Regions from separate parts of the Mus musculus genome. Here regions 1 and 2 are each linked to region 3. The links are chromatin contacts, called in public promoter capture Hi-C maps. All regions are on one chromosome and are shown on one strand. Each heading gives the region's core, a stretch centred on a gene start, on an enhancer-like site or on the middle of the called end of the contact. The rest is flanking DNA. Distances are from core to core; before and after follow the strand shown. Region 1 holds the start of Rc3h1 (RING CCCH (C3H) domains 1). Region 2 holds the start of Rabgap1l (RAB GTPase activating protein 1-like). Region 3 has its middle 33 kb from the start of Gm31869.

Region 1 (3,450 bases), core at 751-3,250, 830 kb before region 3:
AACTGAAGGAGAATAGTACAGAACCTTCTATGTGTTTACTTTTACATAAGAATAATTAGGTTTTATTTAACAAATTAGGCATAGTTAACAACTAGTGATAAATAGAACAATTATAACAACATATTATAAAAATTCATTGAAAACTCATGAATTATTTCTGGAATTTTTCACTGAATATTTTTGGTTTACAGTTGTCCAGAGCTAACTCAAATCATAGAAATTTCAGATAAGTGGGGACAGCTGTATTTAGTAGTTTAAGAGATTACAGATTTAGCTCACTCCAAAGCAGCAAACACAATCAATAAAGGCATGAATAAGTCTAAAAATAAGCTGAAATCTCACCACCATGAAGTTATAATCACTACAAAAAAACCTCTTCCAAGTTCAGGAAAATGTGTGATATTTCAGCTGTGTGAGCTGGATATGCTGTCTTACACCTATAAGCCTAAAGTTAAGAGGCAGAAGGATTTGCAGGGCAGGCAGTGGTGACACAGGCCTTTAATCCCAGCACTTGGAAGGCTGAGGCAGGCAGATAAATCTGAGTTCAAGACCAGCCTGGCCTACAGAGTGAATTCCAGGACAGCCAGAGCTACACAGAGAAACCAAGAAAATAAAAAAATTAAAAATGAGGTGAGAGACGAGCCCGTGAACGTGCTCCAGGCCACCCTGGTCTCAAAGCAAGAGCCTGTCTCAAGAACCAAAGCCTGGCCAGGTATGGCTAGGTGGCCATACCTATAATCTGAGCTCTCAGGGAGCAGAGGTTCAGAACTTCCAGGTCAGTCCAGGCTCCAGGATTTTCTGTTCCGGGAATAAAACAAACCCAGCCAAACCAAAACAACAACAAACAAACAATCAAACACCCACGGGGAAAAAAAAGAAACCAAAACAAAGCCCAAACAAGCCCAACAGCCACCCAGTAATTGTTTCTTGTGAGATGTGGAAGTAATTTGTTTGTTTGTTTTAAATCGATGTTGGTGAGTTTACAGTGAAGAAAGGACAGTCTGGGCATGGGGCCCATGCCTTTAATTCCTTCACTTGGAAGACAGAGACAGATGGAACTCTTGTGAGTTCAAAGCCAGCCTGGTCTACAGAAGAATTTCTAGGATAGCCAAGGGTATATAATAGAGAGACCCTGTCTCAAAAACAGAACAAAAAAAAAAAAAAAAAAAAAAAAAGAAAGGACAGAACAACAAATTCTCTGCTTTCACAGACAAAGCAGGAAGCAGAAGGAGAGCGGGGAGCATTTTATGGTGTTGACTTGAGGACAGTTTTAATGTGAAAATTAGAATATAAATTTAATACTATATAGTATTAGAATTCCGTTTCTTTCGGTTCTCCAGAATTTGGCTAAACCGAATTATGTCGAAGATGTGTGCACACACACCCCACAACACAGGGTACTGGAAAGGGGTGGGATGCAAAACAGATACAAGAGGAAGAGTCCAGAGCTTAAGAGAAACGCCATCATACACACACACACAGACACAGACACACACACACAGACACACACACAGACACACACACACAGACACACACACACACACACACACACACACACACACACACACACACACACACACAAGCGCGAGTGAGGCTGGGGAGAGGTAGCATATAAGAAAAAAGATGCTAGAGTCGAGGAAGAGTCCAGACCTCAGAAAGTGACAAGCTCAGAGGCAGCGCGAGACTCCATAGGAGTGAGCTTACGGGAACCGCCTGGCCTCTTGCCTGCCAGCACCAAAGGCACTGTGGCCACAGGCCAGGCGGGTGGCCCGGGAGGAGGTGGGACAAGTTTCTCCACTCGGGGCGCGACAGCGCTCGAGACACGGGCGGGGCGCGTCGCCCGCTCCCGACAGGGCGTTGGGGCCGGTGACTCAGAGCTTTCCTCCCGGCCCCGCCCTCAGACGACCACGCCCCACCTCGTTAGCCACGCCCCGCCCCGTTGGCCACGCCCCATGAGGAGGAGCCTCGCCTTCATCTCCGCCCCAGTCTCGGGGCGGGCCGGAGTCTGAGGAAGAGGAAGGGGACGAGGACAACGAGCGACGGGCGGCGGAGGACGCGGAGGAGGAAGGGGAGGCCGACCAACAAGATGGCCCCTGCTGCAGGAGCAGCCTCAGCAGCAGCAGGTGGGGGGCTGGAGGCGGCGCTGGCGGTGGCGGCTACGGCCGTGGTCCGGCGGCCTGGGACAGAGTCAGAGTCGATGGTGGCAGCGGCGGCGGCGGCGGCTGCCGCGACGGTGGCGACGGCCGCAGGGACTCGGAGCTGAGAGGAGCTGCTGCTCGGACCAGAGCGGTGAGCAAGTGGCGGTCGGCAGTGTGGGGAGCGGGGCGGCCGCGGCCGAGAACAATAGGCAGCGACTGCGGGGATGGGGCTGTCCTCACCCGCCCTGCGCTCGGGACCGGCCCCAGGGCTTGTCAGTGGCCGGCGTCCTTTAGGCCTCAGGCCTCCGCGTGCCTCCCGGAGGGCCTGCCGGGGTAGGTAGGCCGAGGGGCGGTGCGGACGCCGCCCTGGACGCCGGGAAGGCTGGGGAGGCTGGGGCGGGAGCGGGGGGTTGGGGGGGTCCGAGGCTGACTGGTTCCGAGGTCCCTCGGAGGACAGCGGGCGGGCGGTGAGTTTGCTCGCAGGAAATGTTGTTTGGACCCCTGTCTGTGCGGTGGGGGAGGGAGTAGGCGCCTGTAAACAGCCGCCGCTCCTGCCTAGCTGCCAGGCGTGGCTGCTCCCTCCCCAGCCCCCTTCCTCCCTTGGCCAAGTGGGTTTTAGGGTGTCGGTTTCCCAGGAGTTCCTGGAGATAAACCCTATTGGCCAAGACGAAACCATGTGCAGGTGCCTTTTTCAAAAAGACTATAAGTGTACAACAACAAAAACACACAAAATGTGGTTGTTGGTAAAGGATGGAGTAGTAAGGGGTGGACCTTTCCTAACAAGGTTCTAAACATCAGGTCTCTGTAAACACCACGGTACTCACATCCCAGGTCCGAGGGAGCTAGCCGAAACAAGGGCTCTTTTTGAAGCAGCAATAATGTAACTCTTGACATCCCAGAATAGTCCGTGAAACTGGAAACAAAGCCACTTATTGGCAGCACGGAGACAGATTGTTAAGGTTTGAGCGGAACTTTTCTAACTAGCCATTTTGAATTGTGTACAGCAGAGGCGATATCATTAACCTCTTTGGTATCTGCTGGAAGCACTTAGGACAGAGAAGTGGTTCATCTGTCTCCCTTAGGAGTTCATGTGTCTGTCTCATATTCTAATCATTTTTTTTCCAGTTTGTCCCAAAATTTGGAGAAGATTCTTTTTTCTCTGTTTGAAATTTCATATTTAAAGCCTACTTTCTAAGATTTCCAATACTTTTAGCCTGCCGTTATGCTTGCCTGTGAATCCTAGCACTCAGGAGGCTGAGGCAGAGTATCCTGATTTGACAAGACTTGTATCAAAAAACTAATTCAGCCAACA
Region 2 (3,321 bases), core at 679-3,178, 940 kb before region 3:
AACAAGCAAAAATTCTCAGAACAACACAAACATAATATACAGAACTTCCCATCCAATGTTTTAAAAAGAAGGAAAGAAAGAAAACTGCCATAGGTCTACAGCCATACCTTTTGCACTTGTTTGTATATTTGCTATTTTCCTCAATAATATTGGAGCTTCCTACCTTATTTGCAGCTTCCCAGAGCACAAATTAAGCTTTCCAACATGCTCACAGATAAGCCCTGAACAATCACATCTATTTCTCCCCAGGTGGTTTAGTATATTAAGAGTACATCTTGAACTAATTTAATATGGTCATCAATCTAACTCAAAGTCTTAGCTAGCTTCCCAAGAAGTACATTTTGTAGTAACATATACTATATTAAATTCATCTAGCCTTTCTCCTTTCAACCTCAGTGTCAGTTTCATATAGAGAACACAACTAAGACAATGAATCACAGGCCAATTTCCCTTTCCAGGCAGCTTGTAAACTAGTATTTTCCACGAATAGAATCCACTTCCAATTTGACTACAAACTTCATGTCTGTACCTCCTGATCACGATTACTGGACATTCTACAGAAGTGCAGCGGCTGCCAAATGTAAACACTACTACAAGAAAAGTCTTAAGGTTTTCAGGAAATTGTGTTCTCTGAATTGTGACAGTCAACTATCTACCTCTTCTCATACACAAGAAAATTTAGATGCATTAAAATCATCTAAACTGTCCATTGGAAAAAAAAATGCATGCTTTGACATCTGTTTCCAAACAGCACTAAGCAGGTCAAGCAAGCCCTTACCATTAAAGGTTAGCGGTTCATTTAATTTGCATACCATCGGTTCTGAAAAAACGATCGCCTAAATTCGAGTCTTTTTCTGATATAACCAACTCTGAGAAGTCCAAAAAGAATATATAAGCACCTGAACGAAACTGTCTTGAGACCACAAATGAACTTCTCAGTTCAGCCTTCCTTGCTCCTGGCCACCTCCCCAATGGCCAGTGGCCCCTTTCCACATGCTGACGCACTGCCCAGCCCTGCACCGTTGGCGATCCGAGCAAAGTACCAGCTCGGTCTCAGAAACTTTGACTCAGTTATCAGGACACGGAGGACAACATGCGCGTGGGTGTGGATGAGTGTCTGTCGGGGCCCACGCGGTCAACTTTGAAGCGGGGCATTCCTGGCAGGTAGAGATCTGCCCAAAAAACAGCCTATCCCAGACAGCAAAACCACAAGCATCGCCAGCAGGAACGGAGCAAAGTGCGCGGGGCGGAGGAAAGGGAAGAGCGAGGGAAGGACACGGGATCCAACCGACGCTTTCAAGTGGGTAAGAAAATAAACCTGTCCACACGCCCCCCCGGACTCGGGGTTGCTGGGACTGCGAGCCCAGCAGCAGCCACATCCCGGCCACCGCCGGCGGGGGCGGCGGCAATGTCAGGAGGGCACACTTGGAGGCGGCGGCCGCCCAAGCCACCACCCGGCCCCAGGTGAGGGGCGCCAACCCCGCCTCCCGCCCGGCCGCCCCACCGCGACGAGCCAGCCACACGGAGAACCCGGGTGTCCCGGAGGCGGCCGACGGTGCTGAGCCCGCCGGATGCCTTCCGCCCCGCTCCAGCATCCCGGTCCCGGGCCGGGCCTCGCACCCCGACCCTCTCTGAACCAGCCGGGTCCACCTCAAAACCCCCCGGAGCGCGGCTCCCAGCCGTCAGGCCGCCCTCGAGCCCCCCTCGAAGGCCGCTTTCACCTCACCTCACGTCTCCGCGGCCGTGCCGGAACAACAACTCTGTCAGACGCCCGAGTCCCACCCGCCGCCCAGAGCTCTGCGGCCGGGCCCGTCCCGTTCACTCCGCCGCGGCCGAAGCCCAGGGAGGGCGGAGGGAACGGGGCGGAGGGAGCGGGCTGGGGAGGGGAGAGGACCGCACGGCAGGAAGAGGCGAGGGAGGGGGCGGACTGAGGAGGAGGCGGTCGGCGGGAGCGCGCGCGCCCGGCCCCTCGGCGCGGCGTGCGCGCTCCCGAGGGCGGAGGTGCCTTCTCTGCCTAAGTCGGCGGCGCGCGCGCGCGTCCACAGGCTCGCTTGACTCGGCTTGGCCCCCCCAACCCTGAAAGCGCGGAGTACAAACCTGAGCAGAGGGCAGAGGGCGAGCTAGGAGAGCGGAGGCACGCGAGGACCTCCTCCAGCACGCGTGCTGGTGCCTGGCAATCATCCCCAGCACTGACTGAGTTCTAAGTCCCTTTTGGGGAGATTCTTTCTTAACAAACCTGTTTTACATATTTCCATTCCGTGAGGCCAGTAAGTCACCTCGGAGGACTAACTTTTCCACCGGGACTCTTTGTCCTTTGAAGGTGCTTGGAGGCATCCCCCTTCATTGATTCTTCCAGACTCAGACTACATAGGAAAGCGCTAACCCAACGGTAAAGGCATCCCGGGTCTCACCTTTTAGCCTTTCAGAGAGTAGATTTTGGAGGACAGATAAACTAAAGTATTTACTTTCTGCCACAAATATTGTACTAATTTTTGAACTGTGAATTTTTTCCTTTCTAGATCAAGCAGCCAGAAAAGACCTGTACATTCCTTGAATCTCATAAGAACTTTTTTTCTCAGGTTTATGGCACAAATATGTGTACCCTTAATCTGTGAAATATTTTAGAGATTCTAGAGGGACCTGTTCACCCATTTCTGTGCCTTTCATGATGAATCCTACCTGGCTTATAGAAAGTATCCGTTCAGTAAATATTACTGTTTGAATTGAATGTGTCCAGAGATTGGACCTCTAGAGTAGCTTCTTGAGTTGAAAGTTCTCTTTTCTTATAACACTTCAATTGGTCTGTCATTATTGTCCACCCAGATCCAAAAGCTACCCTGTAACATTTGTCAAAGGACCTTCAAACCCAAGTTTCTTTTCTCCTTTTTCTTAATGTTAATGCCTACAGATGCTGTGTCATAGCAAAAGTGTTCCAACTCATTCGGGTTTCCCCTCCGTGTTAGGTCCTTCCCAGAAGGTATTTTTGTTAAGCTCTGTACCCTGAGTAGACCTCCTAACCAGAACCTGACTCAATGCTTTAAGTTTGATACCTAATAAAGTTAGGATCTAATTAACACAAATCATCTGTTGACTTCCACGTTTGCAGAGTCTCATTGTAAATATACGAGAAGTAGATACTGAGCCAGGCTCTATGAGAAAATCAGCACACGAAAAGGCCATACATAGCATTTGCCTTCAGGTATCTTCTAAACAAAGCGAAGTTATTTGACAAAGGGGACAATGAAGGCTAGGACTTAGCTCACTTTCTCCTGTTTACCAGGAGGCCAGGCCTAAGAAGGGTGTGACTTCACGTGAAAGCCG
Region 3 (3,329 bases), core at 801-3,300:
TGGCTTTAGAAATACTGATAATTTTAATTGAAAAGGGAGACTATAGAAGGCAGATCTAAATGTTACTTTTCTGTGTAAACAGACTCACACCTGATCTTGAAACAGACACTTGAAGAAAACTTCAGAAGTCCAGAGCCCTAGTTTTTTGTCCACCTGAAATATGTGACTTCAACCAAGTCGTTTCAGCTTTTGGGACTTTCCTTTTCTGCTTAAGAGGGCTATGGCTCTTGATGTGCCTAGACAGATAACATGGTCAAATGTTCAGTAGTTTGAACTCCACAGGTCTCTTTAGCATTGGTTTTCTGTACCTGAACACTGAAAAAAAACATGTGTATGAATAAACAGAGTTGTGATACAGTAAGCTTGGGGCTTACTTTTCTGAGTTAGAAACAGCGTATTCATTCTTGTGTGCATGCATGTGCACACATACATGCATTGAAAGCCAGAAGACAACCTCAGATCTCAGGGTATGGTCATATTTTTGAGACTCAACCTGGCTTGGAGCTTGCCATGTAAGCTAAGCTGGCTAGCTAGCAAGTCACGGATGTCTGCCTATCTCTACCTCCCCAGAGCTGGAGTTACAAGCATGAGCTACGACAACCAAGACTTTATTTATACGTGGTCTTCTAGGACTCAAATTCAGGTTTTCTTAACCTCTGAGCTATCTCTCCAGCCCTCATCCATATTTTTGTAATCCTTGCAAGTAATGCAATGCAAATAATATTCATCAAGATCCACTTATGCTCATCATCACGGAAGTCACAACATTCAACCCACCAGTTATTGCTAATGGGGTGTGTGTGTGTGTGTGTGTGTGTAATCATGAATATTTTGAAAACCGTATTTCAATATAACTGGCTCCTTTGTAACCCTGCACTTTGCTCTCTATGAGGCACTGTTCTGAGGAAAGGTTTTTGAGCTTCATCCCATTACCAACAGCTCCTCGTCAGCTTGACATAGTTTCAGTGAGTAGATTTTTCTAGAATTTTCTAGCCATTTGGTCACTTCTCACAGTGACTCTAGACTCTCCCCAGCAAGTCCATACCTGTAATCTAGACTTCATGCCACACCTGGTAATCAAGACTCCCACCAAGACTCCCACCTAAAACAACACGCACCGGGTGCTTATACAATGTGAGTTTGACACCTTATAGAAAGAGGTTTACGGAGCTACCACCTGCCGGATCTCGCACGGCACAGCGGTTTCGTATGTCCCTCTGCTAAACCTAGTGTGCTCCAGCATATGCTACTGTGTAGTTCCTAAGGACTGCCAGTGACAGGCCAAGTACCTGAAAGTAGTGGGAAATTCTCCTTTGTGAGGTAGGAGCAAGTTTTATACCCTTACAAAATGCAGAAGTCTTGAATAGCTGAGTGGTTAATTACTGTCTCCTCTCCCCCACCCCCCAACCTGGCTGCTCTTTGTCTCTTTCTCTCTTGCCTTCCAACATAGACTCTGCAAGGCATAGGCAGCAAAGATTCGTCAGGGCTGGATTGATGGAGAGTATGATCTCTTGCTCCTTCTCAGCATCAGGTGGGTTTAACTCTTAAAGAAAGAACCACAGTCTGCCCGAGGTGGTCCTGCCATGACTCAGACTCCAAGGAGCGATGTTAAATTGAAATTCTAGAACAGACATGCAAATAGGTTTCCTCTTGAGTGCCCAGCATCCCTGTGTCACCCGTGGGAGTCGCTGGCCGAAACGTAGAATGAGAAGAATCTCAACAAGAAGAAATGCCACAGTGAACTGACAGTGCTCATCGAGGCTATGAAGGTGACGACATACGTCACAACGTGTCATTTACATGCTTGAGGAAAGCATAGCAGCTGCCAGAGGAGGTGCCACCTACGTATTTTCATGAAAAAAAAAAATCACTGGAAGGGGAACCATGAAAGAAAGCTAGACCCCAAGAAACCTTCTGTTTACTGGCTGGCTCTTCACACTCAATGGGCCTCGAAGATGTCACCCGTTCTGGTCAAATGGCTCAGTATCATGAGCTTTCTAATAGGCAAGAGACTTAAAAGCATAATGACAACAACTAACCCACTTGGAAACGCCCTTGTCATGACTAGCTGATCAAATGAAACTCTGAGTCCTTTTCTAGACCGCATCAACAGTGTCACTCACGATGGGCAAAAAGATCTCAACAGTTCACCTTAAAAAAAAAAAAAAAATTACCCATAAGACCCAGAAACCAGCGACTGCTCTAACGCAAGCACTCCGGCACCGGTGGCCTCAGCTGCTTCGTCTTTCTAGTCATAGTGCCCTTTTGAGCAAGGGTCACTCTTACTCCTAAGAGGAAAGTCGATCTGACTCACTTTCAGAAACTGAAAGCACACTGTGTCCACAAGAGCCGGGACGCTTACTGTAAAACCACAAAACCACATCAGAATTCTTCAGCTGCTCAGGAAGGAAAAGAGTCAGTGGGCCGAAAAAAAACCTCATCCAGACTTCTCCACACTTCGCCCTCCAGAGGACTCACGGGCTTTGCTAAGAGACTGGGAGCCAAGAACAGATTTCCGCAGCCAGTGTAGACTGGGCCTCCGGCTTCTGTTACTGAAAACAGGAGACAATGGCCCAAGGCTCCTTCGGGAAGCAGCACAGCTTTGGTTTTATTGACTCTTCCCTCTTTCTTGTCATTTTCTTCCCCAAATATCCATCCCAGGTCTAAATGTCTGTTACTCAGTTAGTTTGTGCTAGCTGGTATGCCGAGATTAAGAGTGGGACTTTGCTCTGGATCGGGTTCTTTCAGGATTCCAATAGGATGCTTTAATAATTTTATTCTATGGTTGTGTGGAGAACAAACCCAGGCTGACACTTTCATTGGTGAGGTAGCAGGAATCATTGACATTAACAAGAAGGATAACGGATTCCTCTTGACTATCCACCCCTCTTCCCTCAACCCTTCCGGTCCACGACTCAGGGGGCAAAATCCGAATCTTGTGATTTCACGGTTTTCTGCTGCCACCTGGTGATGGCTTACAACCAAGCAGTGGTTCTCAATCTTCCTAATGCTGAGACCCTTTTACACAGTTCTTCACACTATGGTGACCACCTCCCAGCCATGAGTGTATTTCGTCGCTATTTCATAAATGTAATTTTGCTACTGTTGTGAATTGTAATGTAAATGCCTGATATGTAGGGTATCCGTGACCCCCCCCCAAGGGGTCGTGACCCACAGGTTGAGAACTAGAGTTTCCGCAGCCTGAATTTCTGCCATCCTCAGGCTGGCACACGGGGAAGACAAAATGGAAGATCCCAGACCACTCTATAAGCACCCTGAACCCCCAGAGGAAGCCTGGTGGCAAGATTATAGGATAACCCTCACCTCTT

Evidence for each region. Promoter capture Hi-C pulls out the DNA fragments that hold promoters and counts their contacts.
Region 1: a contact with region 3 is called in a promoter capture Hi-C map of pre-B cells, with 5 times the contacts expected there. The contact joins the promoter of Rc3h1 here to the enhancer-like site in region 3. A contact is called at or near these places in 2 of 39 promoter capture datasets (cranial neural crest and pre-B cells) and 1 of 115 datasets of contacts at active chromatin or transcription factors (embryonic midbrain).
Region 2: a contact with region 3 is called in a promoter capture Hi-C map of pre-B cells, with 6 times the contacts expected there. The contact joins the promoter of Rabgap1l here to the enhancer-like site in region 3. A contact is called at or near these places in 3 of 39 promoter capture datasets (the 3T3-L1 cell line, the HPC-7 cell line and pre-B cells) and 2 of 115 datasets of contacts at active chromatin or transcription factors (embryonic forebrain and pro-B cells).

Annotation. Positions count from the first base shown.
Region 1 is chr1:160,904,411-160,907,860 of GRCm38.p6, forward strand. Rc3h1 (RING CCCH (C3H) domains 1) reads left to right here and starts at 2,001. Exons shown (of 20, transcript NM_001024952.2): 1 at 2,001-2,289.
Region 2 is chr1:160,791,010-160,794,330 of GRCm38.p6, forward strand. It overlaps Rabgap1l (RAB GTPase activating protein 1-like), which reads right to left and starts at 1,929. Exons shown (of 21, transcript NM_013862.5): 1 at 1,727-1,929. Gm37083 (a long non-coding RNA gene) reads left to right here and starts at 886. Exons shown (of 3, transcript XR_003948752.1): 1 at 886-1,304.
Region 3 is chr1:161,732,706-161,736,034 of GRCm38.p6, forward strand. No RefSeq gene overlaps it. Among named protein-coding and RNA genes, the nearest start is that of Gm31869, 33 kb to the right of the region's middle. Within about 2 kb of position 2,051, at least 158 of the 459 cell types and tissues checked have an H3K27ac peak or open chromatin away from gene starts, as enhancers often do. A contact at or near this core is called in the HPC-7 cell line, pre-B cells and pro-B cells, where this site is marked.